5 separate regions of the Mus musculus genome follow, and regions 2, 3, 4 and 5 are each linked to region 1. The links are chromatin contacts, called in public HiChIP or PLAC-seq and promoter capture Hi-C maps. All regions are on one chromosome and are shown on one strand. The core of a region is the stretch at or near the end of the contact, and the rest is flanking DNA. Distances in the headings are between cores, read along the strand shown.

Evidence for each region. Promoter capture Hi-C pulls out the DNA fragments that hold promoters and counts their contacts. HiChIP or PLAC-seq counts read pairs in DNA pulled down with a chosen protein or histone mark.
Region 2: a contact with region 1 is called in a promoter capture Hi-C map of hematopoietic stem and progenitor cells, with 3 times the contacts expected there. The contact joins the promoter of Cpn2 here to the promoter of 4632428C04Rik in region 1. A contact is called at or near these places in 5 of 39 promoter capture datasets (hematopoietic stem and progenitor cells, hippocampal neurons, liver and 1 more) and 3 of 115 datasets of contacts at active chromatin or transcription factors (hepatocytes, kidney and pancreatic cancer cells).
Region 3: a contact with region 1 is called in a FOXA1 HiChIP or PLAC-seq map of pancreatic cancer cells. The contact joins the promoter of Opa1 here to the promoter of 4632428C04Rik in region 1. A contact is called at or near these places in 1 of 39 promoter capture datasets (pre-B cells), 1 of 484 Hi-C or Micro-C datasets (embryonic stem cells) and 1 of 115 datasets of contacts at active chromatin or transcription factors (pancreatic cancer cells).
Region 4: a contact with region 1 is called in a promoter capture Hi-C map of pre-B cells, with 4 times the contacts expected there. The contact joins the promoter of Atp13a3 here to the promoter of 4632428C04Rik in region 1. A contact is called at or near these places in 2 of 39 promoter capture datasets (liver and pre-B cells) and 2 of 115 datasets of contacts at active chromatin or transcription factors (microglia and pancreatic cancer cells).
Region 5: a promoter capture Hi-C map of liver shows a contact between it and region 1, with 3 times the contacts expected there. The contact joins the promoter of Gp5 here to the promoter of 4632428C04Rik in region 1. A contact is called at or near these places in 5 of 39 promoter capture datasets (the C10 cell line, hippocampal neurons, liver and 1 more), 1 of 484 Hi-C or Micro-C datasets (forebrain), 1 of 115 datasets of contacts at active chromatin or transcription factors (pancreatic cancer cells) and 1 of 9 other capture datasets (adipose tissue).

What each region holds. Positions count from the first base shown.
Region 1 is chr16:30,007,232-30,010,247 of GRCm38.p6, forward strand. 4632428C04Rik (RIKEN cDNA 4632428C04 gene) reads left to right here and starts at 1,436. Exons shown (of 3, transcript NR_033631.1): 1 at 1,436-1,499.
Region 2 is chr16:30,266,022-30,269,057 of GRCm38.p6, forward strand. Cpn2 (carboxypeptidase N, polypeptide 2) reads right to left here and starts at 1,511. Exons shown (of 2, transcript NM_027904.3): 1 at 1,436-1,511.
Region 3 is chr16:29,578,038-29,581,161 of GRCm38.p6, forward strand. It overlaps Opa1 (OPA1, mitochondrial dynamin like GTPase), which reads left to right and starts at 1,297. Exons shown (of 29, transcript NM_133752.3): 1 at 1,297-1,534. The coding sequence starts at 1,503.
Region 4 is chr16:30,386,474-30,389,855 of GRCm38.p6, forward strand. It overlaps Atp13a3 (ATPase type 13A3), which reads right to left and starts at 2,057. Exons shown (of 34, transcript NM_001128096.1): 1 at 1,875-2,057; 2 at 1,134-1,179.
Region 5 is chr16:30,309,379-30,312,616 of GRCm38.p6, forward strand. It overlaps Gp5 (glycoprotein 5 (platelet)), which reads right to left and starts at 1,403. Exons shown (of 2, transcript NM_008148.4): 1 at 1,377-1,403; 2 at 1-478. The coding sequence starts at 476. It overlaps Atp13a3 (ATPase type 13A3), which reads right to left. Exons shown (of 34, transcript NM_001128096.1): 34 at 3,045-3,238.

The DNA.
Region 1 (3,016 bases), core at 186-2,685:
ATAGGTAGTGAAAAGGGGGTGGAGGAATAAAGGATGGGAAAAAGAAGAATCCACAAAAAGCGAAGACTATCTACAAACTGCCTATAAGCCAAGGAAGAGGGACTTCAGGGGAATTGAGTCACCTGTGCCTTATTCTTTGACTTCAACATCCAGAACTGGGCGTCAGTCAATGTCTGCCGCCAGTCTATGGTATTTTAGCAATTGTATATGGATTAATGACAGGGATCTCTCACTGACCTTATCATTATGGGAACTTCATAGAGTGCACTTATACAAAGTAAGATGGGTAAGGTGTCACTAGATGACATACTCTTTTGAGAACCACTGCCATGATGCATCCTGTCGTTAACTGGAGTTTCATTATTCAAAGCTTATAGCGCACCAAATACCACCGAATGCATTCTTTTCCCCCTTTTTTTCTTTTCTTCTTCCTCCTCCCTCTCTTCTTCATTAGATTCCCCAATAGAAAGCAGAGGCTGGCCTCAAACTTGTGATCTTCTTGCTTCCTACGTGCTGGGATCATAGGCCTGTGGCACCACACCCTACTCAGATTTATGTTCTGCAGGTGAGGGGAGAGATTTGAGATGGCAAGATTAGCCTGACCGAGGTCACATGTCTGGGCAATGAGGTTCTGAACCTGTGATAAATGGTATTGACAAGTGTTCATGTGGGGGTGCACTCAATCTGCAGAGTGGCTGTCACATGCAGAATTCAGTGTTGTTCATGGGGGGGGGGGGGTACATAGAAGGGTAGCCCGTCTTTGAATAAGAAGTTGCAGGAGAGAGAAAGACTAGTTAGGCAGGCCATGACCGGTACAGAGCGGGGACAGAAATCAAGTGCATGGGGACTTCAGGAGAGGCAGCTGTTGAACTGGATTAGGTTAGCCTGGGAAGAACCACAGAAGTGAGACCTCATCGCCCACTGTGAAGAACAGGCAGGGAGAAAAAACAGAAACAGATCATGCTGGAGGAGAGCTGGGTACAGCAGAGACCCCACCCAGGTCCCGAGCCTCCTACGGGGGTGGCATACACACACACACACACACACACACCTCGACCCCTCAGAAAGCAGCAGAGGCTGATGCTAGGTGAAGACCCTGGATCCCTGGACCCCGAGGTTTGCCCCCACCCCCATCTGATTTCGTCCCAACTGCCCTGGAAGGCAGCGACACCACAAGGAGCCTTGGCTGAAGAGACACTTGGCCACGGAGTGGAGAGCCAGGCTCGGAACAAGGTGCACTGCGCTGTCTCCAGTCTTGCATGGCTGCCACCCAGAATGTGACTTTGCCTACATCTCCCTGCATGGCTAGGCATTGGAAACCTTGTCCCTGGCTGACTTCTGGACCCATGTGACTCTCATCCAATGACTAGAGGGGAGGCTGCCCCCGCGTTGAGGTGCAGGGCTCTTGCCTAGCTCTCCGGGGGAAGGGTCAGGCAGAGTGGAACCTCCTGTTCAGGGCTGGCAAGGTCCAGACTGGAGCTGTCACACAACCCCATGAGGTCAGTCCCCTGCATAGCCCTCAGTTCTCTGGCCCTTTCCCGGAAAGAGGTCACCGCCCAGGAGCTCTCAGAACAGGGGCTCTCTGTGTCTAAGGCCGGCCTGGTGGAGCAGGAGGATGCATAAGGCCAGCGGGGGCAAAAGAAGGGCGTGCTGGGCCACTCGCTGCGGGTGGCGCCGCAGCCCCGGGTCGCCGGCAGGGACCGGCGTGTGGGCGGAGAGGCGGCGCGCGCTCGGAAGTGGCCCCGGGCGGCCTCCCAGGCGGGCGGCTCCTGTTTCCCGGCTCCCGGGCGGGCGGGCGCGGGCCAGCTGCTGGGAGGTGAGCGGAGCAGCGTTTTCCCACAGTCTGGGGCGGTGACACATGGCGCTCACACATTCCACAGCCGGCGGCCGCGCCAGGCCTGGCGGTGAGTCAAGGCAGCGCGGGGAGCTGCCGAGAGCAGGTTCCGACTTTGGCACCCGGCGCGCCGCCTTCCCGCCTTGCCCAGCCCGGCGGGGGCGGAGGGGGGAGGGGGACGCCGGTTAACCCTTGGCTACCTAGGCGTACAGCAGCAGAGGCTCCGATGCTTGTCCATTGAGGGGGGACAGAGGGGTGGGGGATACATCACCACGGCGGATACCTACACACCCTGTGTTCCTTGTGCGTTCTTTGCTTTTTTTAGACCGGGGGGGGGGGGGGGGAGGGGGTATCTGTAATCCAAACTAGTCTGAATTCATTGTGGCTTCAAACTCCTGGTGATGCTCCTAGTTACAAAGCAGAAAACCAGAGAAGTTGCTCGTTAGAGACGGTGCCACTTCTGGCTTTTAGATTCAGACACGAACTGCCAGAAAGACTGGAGGGGTGAGGGGAAGGCTTTTATCGTTACTGTCCCTTCATCTAGAGTCTCGCTTCTGAGTCTGACCACTGTGGCCAGGCCCAGCTCCCGTGTGTTTATTGACTGGATCAAAAGTCTAGGTCGCAGTTCCTTCTGGCAGTCGTTGTACAGATAGAAGCAAACAGCTGGAAGCCTGCGCGGACAAATGCACACCCACATAACCACACACTTTAAAAAAGGCGGGGGACTGTGACTGTGGTGGGTGTTGTCCCCATGGGAAGGCTGAGCACTCCAACCTTGGCTTCCCTTGGGCGTGTGTGAACTCTACATGACTTCTGCAGCTGTTGCTGCGTGCATCCCCACCCCGATCTGCATCTACCTATTCTGAGACCACACAAGCCCGCAGCTTTCATCAGACTTGAAGGTCCCACAGACCAAGGTTCAAAGTTCGCGCTTTTTTTTTTTTTTTTTTTTTGAGTCAGGGTCTTACTAATGTAGCCTAGGTTGACCCTGAAACTTACAGGAGCGTGCCACCACACCCAGCACCTGGTTTATCATTAAAGAGACTTAGGTGAAACCATCTGCCAGAAGTTTGGGACCTGTAAATGTCACCTCGGTGTCTAGATGTAGTTCAGGTTATCCCACACACACAGCCTTTGCTCTCACTACCCCATAGCACTCACTTGTGAGCCCCCCCCCCCCCC
Region 2 (3,036 bases), core at 261-2,760, 260 kb after region 1:
GCAGCGGATATGATCAAGATGATCATGATATATTGGTCACATGCATGAAATTGACAAAGAATAAATAAAAATTTCTATTTTTAAAAAAGCGTTTCAGGGCATCCTTTCCTTGGACTCCCCTCTCACTCTTGGTTCTTTCTTACTTTTCCTTAATAAATCTACGTTGGCTCTGCTTTTAAAATACGTACACATTTTAAAATATTTTAACATAATAAACACGAGCCTATTTTAAGATGAAGAAGAAAGCTATTTTCTAAGACGTAGGTTAACAGTATAAAACACTAGGCACAGGTAGGTCCCAGGGCTCCCATCCCCACCCCATAAGCTGTGAGGCTTGACCCCACCCACAGACAACAATTCCAGAGCCCTGCAGCAGCACTCCTTGTCTGTAGTGCGTTGCCAAGGACCGGGGGCTTGGCTCTTTGCTGTGTTGGTTTTATGGGAAAGCTGGCACTGTGACATAAGAAGGTGGGACTAGATACTACCACTTTCCAGCTCGGCCATGCCTCCAGCCCCTTGGTGATGCTGCGGTATGTCTCTGCCTACTGCTCCCTCCCACTGCCTGCTCCTATTCTACCCACCCTCCCAGAACAGTAGGAGTCTCCAGCAAGCCTTCCTGGACTGTCCCTCCTTCACCTGGCAGGTCACTGGTGTTCTTTGCTAAGCACGGGGTCCTTCTGCTCTGTGTTCTAGTAGATTGTATCCCGACTGAGACCCCAGGGGTCAGGCCCCTGCTGCAGTATTTTGGCTCTGCATCCCAGCACCTGGGCCAGGGCTGGCCAAACAGATGGCACCAAGCTGAAGGAACGGAATGCCTGTGGCTCTCCATGACCGCTCCTCTTCTCTTAATGGAGAAGCACTATGGCTCTGTTGGAATAGCCAGCTCTGCGTTCAAATCCAGACACTGTACTTACTAGCTGTGTGGGCTCCAAGGATTCCCCTTTGCCATCTATCAAAGCCTTAATTTCCTTACCCTGATTAGAACCTGAGCCCTTAAGGTTAAAATTAGTCCCCAATTAGACGGTGCATTTAAAGTACTGCATGGTGCTTGACAAATAGCAAACATTCAATTTAGTTCTAGGATGAATGTGAACATTATCATCTAAGTCTGACACTCTGGGAATGAAGAGACAGCAGCACTAATTATGTCAGACAATAGGCACCAACCAGGGTGGATCATGGCCTGTGACCACTCTGCCTGCCACCGTTCACACCTGGCTCCCCTGAAAGCCAGGCCAGGCCACCCTCCACCTTAAGTTCTTCCTGGCCTTTCTCAGCCAAGGCTAGCTGATCCACTCAAGGGCTTCCCCTTGCAGGTAAGGGGACTCAGTTACTTGTTCCCAGAGCAACAAGTCCCTTTCCAGTGTCCCAGCCAGGACCCTAAGCCAGATGTCCCCAAATCCCCACAGACCCAGGAGTAAGGCAGGTGGCCTACCGTGAGGGGCTGGGCAGGTGGGGCCAGAAGCCCTGGTTTTTCCTCGGAAACAGAGGAGAATTTCATGTGCTCTGTGCTCAGTTAAATCCAGCCCCAGCGCTGACCAAAGTCCTGAGAAGGGTTCCTCCCCTCATGGGGATCGACTGTTCCCGGAATGTCACCAAGGTCACTTGGGCAAGGCCTATAAAGATTACAAAATGACCTGAATGGTTCCCATAGACAGATGCCTAATCCAACTGAGACTGTAGGTTTGGCAGATCTGGGACCCCAAGTATCCACTAGCCCATTAAAAGTATCTCCAGAATAAAAACAAAAAGTGTCTCCTGGCTACACTGAGATGAGAGTCATTTCCTTGTGAACATAAGTGTGGGCTAAGAGGCCACCCAGCTACCTGCTCAGCACTCAATCCTGCCACTAAGACGAAACTTAGAACTTACCAGTCTCTTGTGTTTGCTGATTTGTTTGTTTAATGAACTTTCTCTTTTTGGCATATATATTGTGTATATGTGTACATGAGTGTGTGTGTGTGTGTGTGTGTGTGTGTGTGTGTGTGTGTGAACAGAGCATGTGTGATCATGAGTTGGGGATGTGTATGTTTGTGAAGTGAGCATGTGAGAATATGAATGAAATGGTGAAGTGGGGTATGTGTGTGTGCGTGTGTGTGTTGAACATGTGATAGTAAATGGAGTTGTGTGTGCATGCATACATACACTCATATATGTTCTATATAATAAAAATGAGAGTAACTTTGTGTGGTTGGTATGGTTGAGTAAGGAATGTTTTGTGTGTACATGTGTGTATGATTATATATGAGTGTTCAGATGATATGAGGTATATGGCATGAAGGGATGACCGAGAGAAGCAGTGTAACTCTCCAGTGCCGGGAGTCTGTCATCCAAGTGATCTGAGGCTGTTTAACCATCGTTCACCTTTAGAAAGATTGCTAGGACATATGACTTCTTTTGCACATGATCAGATGACACCCCACCCTGCAAAGGTCTGACTGACTAATAGGAGGCATTTTCTTTCAGTACAAATAAAAGAAAGAGGGAGACAACCAGGAATCTAGTGTACCCAGATCCGCCCCATGTGGTGCCTGGCCTGTCAATGGCAGGATGGTGGCCTCAAGGAACAGCAGGGCATGGGACCTGCATTTCCTGGGAGACTCACACCCATGTTTGAGAACAGCTCTATACCCTGTGGGTGCAGGGCCTTGGCTCCTCAAGGAACACACCATGTCCTATTTGTCAAGATGTCAGGGCAAACAAGAGGAATCTGGCTGCCAGACCATGGTTTGAATTCTGGCGTTTGATCTCTACAAATCGTTGTGTTCTCTCCCATAGGCGGCATCGGGGGAGTGTGTGTGTGTGTGTGTGTGTGTGTGTGTCTGTCTGTCTGTCTGTCTGTCTGTCTCCGACCATCCATCCATGTGTGTTCAAGTGTCCAGAGTGCAGACATGTGCACATATGTGTATGCACTGTGGAGGGATGTTTGCATAAAGAGATTCAAAGATTCCTGTAGGAAATAAGCATCCAGCTTCAAGCCCTCTCCCCATTCTCTGGAATTCCAGAAGCCTGTCTCAGTAGACTCTGGGGGATTAT
Region 3 (3,124 bases), core at 47-2,546, 430 kb before region 1:
ACTTCTCCCTTTTGTGTTTTCCAACAAGAATTAGGAAGCAACAATAACAAATGCATTTTTTATTCAATACTAGAAAAAGTTGGGGTTTAAACTGGTTTCTAGTTTGGTTTATACTGGTTAGGCTTTATAGAAGGTTTCTATCTACAGCTATCATTGAGACAGTCATCACAGTAAATATATTCCTCAAGTCCTGCAATCAGAACGTTTACTGTCAGACAGTTGCGTTTATATACTTGCCACTATTGTGACTAGATGGATTCTGATTTATGGTTTTGATAATTAGATAAAAAGCAATTTATTTGGGGTGCTGGTGGTGGTGTGTATTTCATGTGCGTGTGTGAGAGAGAGAGACTGACAGAGACAGGGGAAGGGAGACGAGTGAAAGGAATGTATCCTTGAAGTGAAATAAAGTACAAGACTATCTGATTTTTTCCAATAACACCATTAATCGACTTCACAATCTTTCACTGGCAATATTCCTGTTTTGAGTCCCTGTTCTCTTTAAAAAAATACAAAAATGGTTGAAGATGGAGAAGATACTTGGATTGATACAAATAATTTAGATTATTAAGGAGAAAATGTAGCCAGAAAAAGGAAGGAACTCAAAAGGCCCAAAACCTAACTGGAACTTTTGAATATTAAATAATAGTTGGGAGAAGCAGGTAGCTAGGAGACTAGACATCAACTACGTCCGAAGAGGGGTTGATAGGGAGGAGTGGGGAGGGATAGGTTACAAGGAGAAGGAAGAATGAATCTGACGTCTTGAAAATCAAAAGAAAACTAAGAAGAGAACTTAGGCAGATACTACTAAGGAGCCATTACTGGAGAGATGGCGCTGTTAAGAGACTTTGACAAGGGCCATTTCAATAAAATGGGTGCCATTAAAATTCAGGTGAAAGCCAACAAAGGGGGGAATGAAAAAACAAAACAAAACAAAAACATTTGTGTCTTAATAAAACTGTATGTGTTTATCCCAAACCTACAGCTTAAATGTCAGAAGTCACTTTCCAATCAGATCTCGGACTTTCTAAGGTGTCTCGCATACTCGATCTTCTGGCTATATGATTCAGCTACGAAAATGATCTTTAAAAGATTTCCTTAAATTGGCTGCTCCTAATAAACATTCGTCCAGTGGATTTCCTGCACCCAGCCCGCCCAGTTCATTTTCAAAATTCCTACACTTTGAGGGCGGAGCCAAGAAGAGGAGCACTACACAGGTCCCGCCCAGTGGCTCCCCGCGCATGCGCATGTCATCCGCGGCCCGTTTGTGCAGCCTGCCTAGCGTTCCTGTGGGTGGTTATTTCGGAGACGGACTGACTACGGGAGCCCAGCCGGCTCTTGCGGAAGTCCATGCGCCATTGGGAGGGACTCGGTGGCTGCTCTATGCCCTTGTTGCTGAGGGCCTCTTCCTGGGTCATTGTCGGAGCAGGAATCGGACTGGGGCCGACACGGGGTTCCCCCCGTGGCCGTCTCAGCGCCTGTGTGTGGTCTGCTCTGGCGGGATGTGGCGAGCAGGTCGGGCGGCCGTGGCCTGGTAAGTGCGGCCTGCGACCTGGCCCCGTTATGTCAGGTTCTGGGCCATTTGGACAGCAGGGTTGACCCATCACTACTTCCCGAATGTGCAGGTGACTGACCCTCAGGCCGGGCCGAGGCTCTTAAAAAAATTCTCGCGAATGTTTGAATACCCAAAGGAGTGACGGGAGTTGGCCGGTGACCATTCCTTGTTCAACATGAAGATTTTTGCTGCCTTGGCCCATCGTTCCTGTCCCTGTCCTTGTGATCTCCCTGCTATCTGTCTCTAGTTGTTGCTTTTATTGTTGCTATTCTGGCCTGGCCTAGCTCTGTCCTTGTATCTCTGTGCGTGTCATTTAACTGCCTTCTTGCAGCCATACGCCATGCCACAGCGCACACTTTGCTCTTGCAGCTACTTGGTAGCACTTGCAGCAGCATACTTGAAAGTATGTCCTTTCATAATACGCGGGAAAGGGCTCTCTGCCCGTTTACCTGACCCTCTGACTGGAGTCAAATTTAGAGTGGTGTTGTGCATGATATCAGGCGGTGTTTAAGAGATGCCCCGTCAGAGATCTTGTTCAGTGTTGAGGTCCACTTCGATGCACTTCTCCAGTCTCGCTGCGGATGTTGCTGTAGTCTTGTTTTAAAGTAGAAAACCTCAAAGTAGTTTTATTTCTATGAATTGCTATATGCATTTACTGATACTAAATTTGATGTTATCTATATAAGTTGTTCCAATAACCCCCAAGCTTAGCACATTGTTTCAGACATTTGATTACAGGAAGTAGTGTACACCAAGGTTTCCACCCATCTCTACAGCCCCTAGAACTTTTGTTTGTTTGTTTGTTTTTGTTTTTGTTTTTCGAGACAGGGTTTCTCTGTATCACCCTGGCTCTCCTGGAACTCACTCTGTAGACCAGGCTGGCCTCGAACTCAAATCCACCTGCCTCTGCCTCCCGAGTGCTGGGATTGAAGGCTTGGGCTACCACGCCGGGCTAGAACTTTTAAAAATATGTTTGTATCTCTTTCACCAGCATGTATATCTGTGTGCCACTTCTGTGTCTGCTGCCCACAGAGGACAGAGAACAGCATTCAGTCACCTGGGACTAGAGTAGCAGACAGGTGTTAGTCACCATGTGGGTGCTGGGAATCCAACCTCTGACTTCTAGAAGACTAGCCCTTCTTCATAACCAATAAGCCATCTCTCCAGCCCTCTCCCCAAAACTTTTTTTAATGGTATAAATTATGTATTATGCTTATAAGGAATGGACCCATTCCTTTCATCACAGTTAATTAAAAGTCCACAGTGCAACTGCCTCTACTGCAATGTTGGTTGTTTTTAATCTTGTGGGATTTTAATTTAGCAATACGTTCACAACCTTCTCTATTGAAATAAGCTATTTACAACTTTACTATTGCTGCTGTTTTATAATTAAGTGGAGACATCTAGTTTTCTATAAAACAGAAAAAAGTGTAGAAGATAGCATACTCTTTTCAAAGAGGTATGTAGGAAACACTTAAAGTTGGTTTACAAATAAACAGGTTTGTAGTTTGTATTGTTTGTTTAATCAATCATATACAGCTGGGCTACATTGTTTCTGAAGGTATGAAC
Region 4 (3,382 bases), core at 807-3,306, 380 kb after region 1:
AATTCTAATTCTAAATTAAATTCTCAAACTAATTCTAAATTAAAATTTCAATTTCTGTTACTGGTTGGCCTGGGCTAAGAAATCAATCATAGCGCTCCATCAGCTTGAAGCTTATCAACTTTGTTTTCAAAACTACACTGCCACGTAATATTTTCATCTGATTACAACCGTACTTAAATGAAACATATAAATTATCACTTTTCCTGCCTAATCCCATAACCAAAACAAGCACTGCTGTTCTAACAACGTTTAAAAATCTCAACTACTCCATCCTCTACCTAAACTAGTGACAAACGACTGGGGAGTGGGGAGAGCAGACACCAGGAAACACCAGGAAACGGAGTAAACAGTATCCTCCCTGCTAAACTTAGTGCTGCTGCCTGTAACACAACTACTCAGAAGGCTGAGGCAGTATCATCTTTTTTCCTCTTCTACAACTGTCATTAATGGGTTTACCATCTCAAAAAGAACTTCCAGAAACTGATGTACTTTTGAAGTTGTTGGACAAACCCTGATGGGATGTCCACACAATCTATCTTAGCAACTACAGCCTATTCAGCAAAGCAACAGTCCTCAAAAAGAATGCTACACATATATTCCAGGAAAACAAAACTGATGCCAGTTTTAGCAAAAAAGGTTTGGTTCTAATCAAAGGTGGAGCCCGTTTAATGACGTGCTGGCCCTTCCAGAATAAAATCGCACTGGAGCTAGAAAGATGGCTCAGCAGTAAAAAGTGCGTGCTGCTCTTAGGACCTAACCACTGCAGTCAGCTCACAACCACCTGTTTCAAAGGGCCTGGCCTCCGAGGGCATCCACGCCTTTCACATACATACTCAAGCACACATGTAAGTAAAAACAAATAAACTTTCACATTAGCCTCAAACCCTCTATAATTGTATTCGTCACGAAAAGGCCCCACATGTCTTGGATTTAAACAATCCTGCAGTCCTGCTTCACAGATCAAAAAAAAAAAAAATCACCATTAACATACTCAAACGTGTTCCATTCAGTTCAGAATCACATAAATTTCTGGGTTTATGACTCCAGAACCATTCATTTTGCACTAATACAAGCCACTAAATATAGCTCTAAAACATTAATGACTGGGAGCTAATTATGTAAGTGATTCATACCTCTTATGTATCCAGACACCAAGATCCTAGGGTGCTTCTGTCAGACCTAAGGGGGAAATAAACAATGAACACCTGTCACAAAAGCCTTCCAAACTGGGAAGCCCCAAACAGTTACTGTCAGTCGACAAATGCTACTCCTTCCTCCACTCCCAACTCCACACCCCACCAGAAAAGCGATCAATCAGGCCCACAGTCTGTGTGAAGGCGAGGCCAGAGAGTACGTAGCGAAAAAAGGGTCTGGGCTTTTCTAGTCCTCACGGCCCTGCGTCTCTCCCTTTAATCTGGAGTGTTGACACCTCAAGTCCGCTTTCCTTTCTGGACTTCGGTTATCGGTGTAGAGTGTGCTGATAGTAGGGTGATTTACTCGTCGGTGGCTGGGGCCGAACTAGGCTTCGGACAGTCAGCACCGGCACGGACCCATCTGGGGCCCTTCCCACATTCTTGCTCCGGGCACATCACCTTCTGGACTTTCTAGAGCGGCTGGCCTAGCGGGGCCGGCCGGCACGCAGAGGGTGCACTCCAGACCTCCACACGTACACGTGCTCCCAGACAGTGCCGGGTCTCCGCACCCCTCTCCCTGTCACACACATACCCCTTCCCAGAGAGGTGATGTCCGATTCGAGTCGAGGAAGCAGCCACAGACCCACCTGGTACCCGCCACCCGGGCGACGCCGTTCGCCTCCTCCAACCTCCCCATCACCTTCGCCTCCCGCCCCACACCCCGCTCGCCCAGTCACTCACCAGCCGCGCCGCCGTGCCGCCTTCTCCGCGGCCTCCCGGCCCGGGCAGCCAAAAGGCCGCAGGGGGCCGGGGGGCCGCTTTCGCCACCGCCGCCGCCTCTCCTCAGCCCAGCCCCATCACCCACGGCCGGCGCCGGCGGCCGCGGGTCGCTCGGGCTCGAGGGTCCGCCGCCACGCGTCGCGGCTCCGGCTGTGGGAACAGAGGCGCCGCGGCGGGGCCCGGGCCGCACCGGGCTCAGGGGCGTCCGCGCTCCGCTGTCGGCGCCCGGGGCGGCGGCGGCGGCGGCGTGCAGCCGGGCAGGGCGAGAACAAGGGAGCGCGGCGCGGAAGACCGGCAGGGGAGGAGGACGGTCTGTGCTGCGAAGCGGTCTCCCGCCGTCGGCGACGAAGCGGACCCCCTCCCCGCGGCCACGGCGCCCGGTCACGCTGCGGGGAGGGCCGGCGGGCACACGGGGAGCGCCCCGCGAGCTCAGGACTCCCGCGCCGGATGTGAGGTCACGTGATTGCCTCATCCCAGCGCCCAGCGCGGAGGGGCCGTCAGGGGGCGGGGCGACCCTCCGGTCCCGCCCACCTCCTCGCCTACGGGGCCCCCAGCCCGCCTAAGCGAGAACTGCTAGCGGGATGCTGCTCAGGACTCATTTTGCGGGAGGCGATCAACTTAGGTGTCGCTTCCCATGCGAGGAGATCGTAGTCCAAACCCCCATTTTCTAAACAAAGACACTGAGGCCCAGTGGTAAGTGCAGGCTTGTCTAGGGTGGCAATCATAAAGGACGCCTGTGCTGGCAAGGTGGAGAGCAAAGTCCTAGCTCTGGACCCAGATTCTTTCCCTCCTTTATCCCCACCTATACCAAAAAGAACACTTTAATTCCAATGGAACTCCTGGCCCAGCCCACGGGCGTGGGACAGAGAACAGTCAGGTAGGTAAGAGAGCTTCCATACGGAAGACAGCCGGGTCTCAGAGAGGAGTTTCTTCCGACAGAGCTGGAAGCAAATTAAATACTTCCCTCCACAGGAGATTTATCTTGGGGCACTGCCTCGCCCGGATGTTCAAATCGCGGTTTTGGTTTTCACTGCCTTCCGCTCCCTGTCGAGCGCGGGAAGCTGAGCCTGCCACCTGCTGCCTCCAGCTCCGCCATCTTTCCACTCTGAGTCTACCTCACCTGCATCCCAGACGCCTGGCCATCTTTGTTCTCCTACCTTCCTACAAACATAACTTTTAGCTGCTTGACTGTCTTAGAGGAGGGAACAGCTGTGTTCAGCTCCTGTTCCCATACTTGGGCACCGTCCACCAGAGGCATGGAGCATCCTGCCTCTTGGTCCGCAGCAGAGAGTAGCACCTCATTTGGGTCGGTAATGTGCCCCAGATACGTGGCCCTAATACACTTCAATGGGAACAGTAAGGATGCTGATCCTGCTTTCCAACCGCAGTGGTGAAGGGCTGGATGGCAACCACGAAATTCTTTTTACCAGGTAATGTGGACATCACAGTAAATGACGATGAGCCACAGC
Region 5 (3,238 bases), core at 153-2,652, 300 kb after region 1:
GAGAGCTGATTCTGGTTCAAACCGAGCTCCTGAAGGTTACGCAGTTGCTGAAACAGGTTTTGATCAAGGTCCCTTAGTGCATTGTGGTCCAAGAACAGCTGTTCCAAGAGTACCATCTTATCCAGGATCGCACGTGGAAGACGAGAGATTTTGTTGCGCGTCAACCTGAGGGTTTTCAGTTTTACCAGGTCATTGAAGGTGCCGGGGTCGATGGCGGAAATGTGGCTATCTGAGAGCATCAGGCGCTGAAGGACTGTCATGCCGCTGAAGCTGTGGTTCCGCAATATGCCCTGGTCCATTCGGAAGAGCAGGATGTGTGTGAGGTTCGTAGGCAGACCTAGCTCAGCGATGTGAGCCACGCTGCCGCCCGAGCACTGCGCGGCATCGCGGACCACACACTTGCAGGTTTTGGGGCAGGGAAAAGGTTGGGCACGCAAGAGTGCGAGCACCGCGGACAGCAGGGCGCTTCTTAGCATGTCTGAAATGCAAGAGCAAAAACAAGGCTCAGAGCATATCCTGGAGCCCTGCACGCACTGCTGCAAGCACAGTTTTTGGGCCAGCACTCTCACGGCCTTGGAACGCTCAGATACAACCAAGTCTTCCTCTATCTTACAAAGGCTGATTAAAAAAAAATTACTTTTCTATTCAGCATATGTGGGTATTGGAGAGTAGATCAGTCTTACAGGTTCCCATTTTTATCCAGTCAGCCATCTCCCCGGTTCTGTTTAGAGCATTGACATTTGGGCATTTTCAAGCTACAGAATACCTTAAAATCGTTACAGAACGAATTAAAATTGCTACGGTCTTTTTCAGAGAATAGAAAGCAACGCCTCCTGGGACTGGCTGTGTCACTGACTTTAACAAGTTAAGCAGGGAGCTTTATCCCCAACAGTCAGCAAGAGAACCGCAGCAAGGCCCACTTCCACTAGATTCAATTTCTTACATATTTTCAAAGTACCAACACCCCACAACTCATTACACCGTTTTGTAACTCCCGGCCCGGAGCCCAGTGGTGCAGGTGATAATGCCCATTGCTTTATGCCATGCTTTTCTGAACTTTGCACTGTTACAGTAACACGAGTGCAGTAGGCTGGTCGCTCCAGTGTACATGAGGTTAATTTAAGTGTCACATAAGTAGCATTTGAAGATGTTTTTCTGACTCACACATTTAAATAATGAGCTACTGTTTGCTTATACACCAAGCTGCTTAATAAAACTACTCTGGGCATTGAGTTACCCAGGAAGCACACAGTAATACTAGTTTACTCTGTTTCCCAAGTAAAAATTTGTACTGTTTCTTGTACCAGGTCTCCTTCTGCCCCTATACAGACTGAGCCTCTAACTGCATACACTAATTTAAGAATATTTGGCCTTACCTGAAGCAGTTCTGCACCCTGGACTGACTGAAAGGCTTGCAGCTCTGCTTGTGACTTGGCACTTCAGAGAGGAAGAGGGAAGTATTCTTGCATCCTCAAGATAAAGACCTTACCAGATAAAAAGTCAAGAAAAAGACTATCTCCATAGGGCATATTCTAGGTTTTAATGACAAGAGCTTTCAAACTTTCAGAGTCCATAGTTAAAAGTCCTTTTGTAAAAGCTAGAGAGTAGAGGGCCTAAGTTTTCCCAGAAATAGCAGGCTGTCATTACATGGGCCACACTTTTGGTTTTTTTCCATGCTACATTGCACTAACTCATTCCTGTGCAGGAGTATGTGGGTGCATGTGGCAGTGCCTCACTTGTGGGTGTCAGAAAACTTTAGGCAATTGGTTCTCACCTTCCTCCACGTAGGTTCCCAAGGACTCACACCATGTCTTGGGAGGTATCTTTACCTGATGAGCCATCTCTTTTGCTCAACATTTTATTTCTTAAATAAGGCCAATGAATTCTCAAATGCCCGCCCCCAATGGTTGGTCTAGCCATTGTCAAACATGTTCAGTAATAGCATTGCTCAAGGGTTCGTGTTCAGTTTAACTTAATGTCAAACTGCCTACCACCGTGGTTGTATTGCCACAGTGCCACACTGTGTGTAAGAACTCCTGGTCTTCACGTCTCTGACCTGGACTTCAATCCTGGTCATTCAGATTGTTTCCATGATGCCTATTCCTTAGGCTTAGGCTCAGCCCAAAGAGCAAAATGGCATACCAATCTACCAACCTATGGTCTCAATATGCTTTATAACGTTGCATTTCTGTATAATGACAAACTTGATGTCTTTCTTTACAGTGAAGGGCCACCTGTTCTTCAGCTTCTGAGAAACTCGAGTTCCCCTTTTATGTCTATTTTTCTCTCAACAACTTGGCTATGTATATGTAGCTCATGCTAGCTTCAAATTTACAATCTTCTGGCCTTAGTGTCCTAGAGTTTGGGAATCACAAAGAATGCATCACAATGTCCAGCTGTGCTCATTTTTCCTATATGTAACTATAACATAGACATTCTTTATAAGTGCTATTATCTATTGGTTGTCAAGTCACAGATTATCAAGTAGATCCCTCCAAGGGGGAATACCCACCAATTCCTTTAAATGCTCTCACGCTGTTTCCCTTAGCATTCAGATCCAGGGGTACAGATCTCTTTGTATGTACCTAAGAGGCAGAGTTACGTTAAATATGCTTCTATCACTATTTTCCACTTTTCACCCACTTTAAGAACAAGATCCAGAGCCTGGGGAGATAGCTAGATAAGCAAAATGCTTGCCTTGTAAGCATGAAGACTCATTCAATCCCTGGAACTTCACAAGGGGAGCTAAGCACAGTAGGCAGAGGGATCCCTGGACCTTACTTCAAAAAGTCTGGCTGGCTCTGGTTTTCACCAAGCAGCAACCCCAGAGTCCCCAACTGCCATTCTGCTTGCAGTGTGCACCAGCCAGCCAGCTCTTCCCCCAACCAGTCCATCAAACTAAATAGCCAAGCTGCCTTCCTCTCAACCAGCCTCCCAGGCAAAAACAACGAAACCCCATCTACAGTGAAACTGTTTCTGAGAGAGCTAGCTGTAGCCACATAATCAAACAAGTGTGTAAGGATCCAGGAAAAAATATTGACATATTTAATTCATTAAAATTTTTTATTTTGAATAGCTTTAATCAAAAAGGATTTCATATGGTATTTACAATGCTGAATGTACAATTATGAATATCTACCTTTTTGACAAAAGGGTACCATTCTTGAGCAGCAATACAATTTTAAAAATATAAAGATGTGTCATTTCTGATATATAAAGTTACTTAAAAAAAATCCAC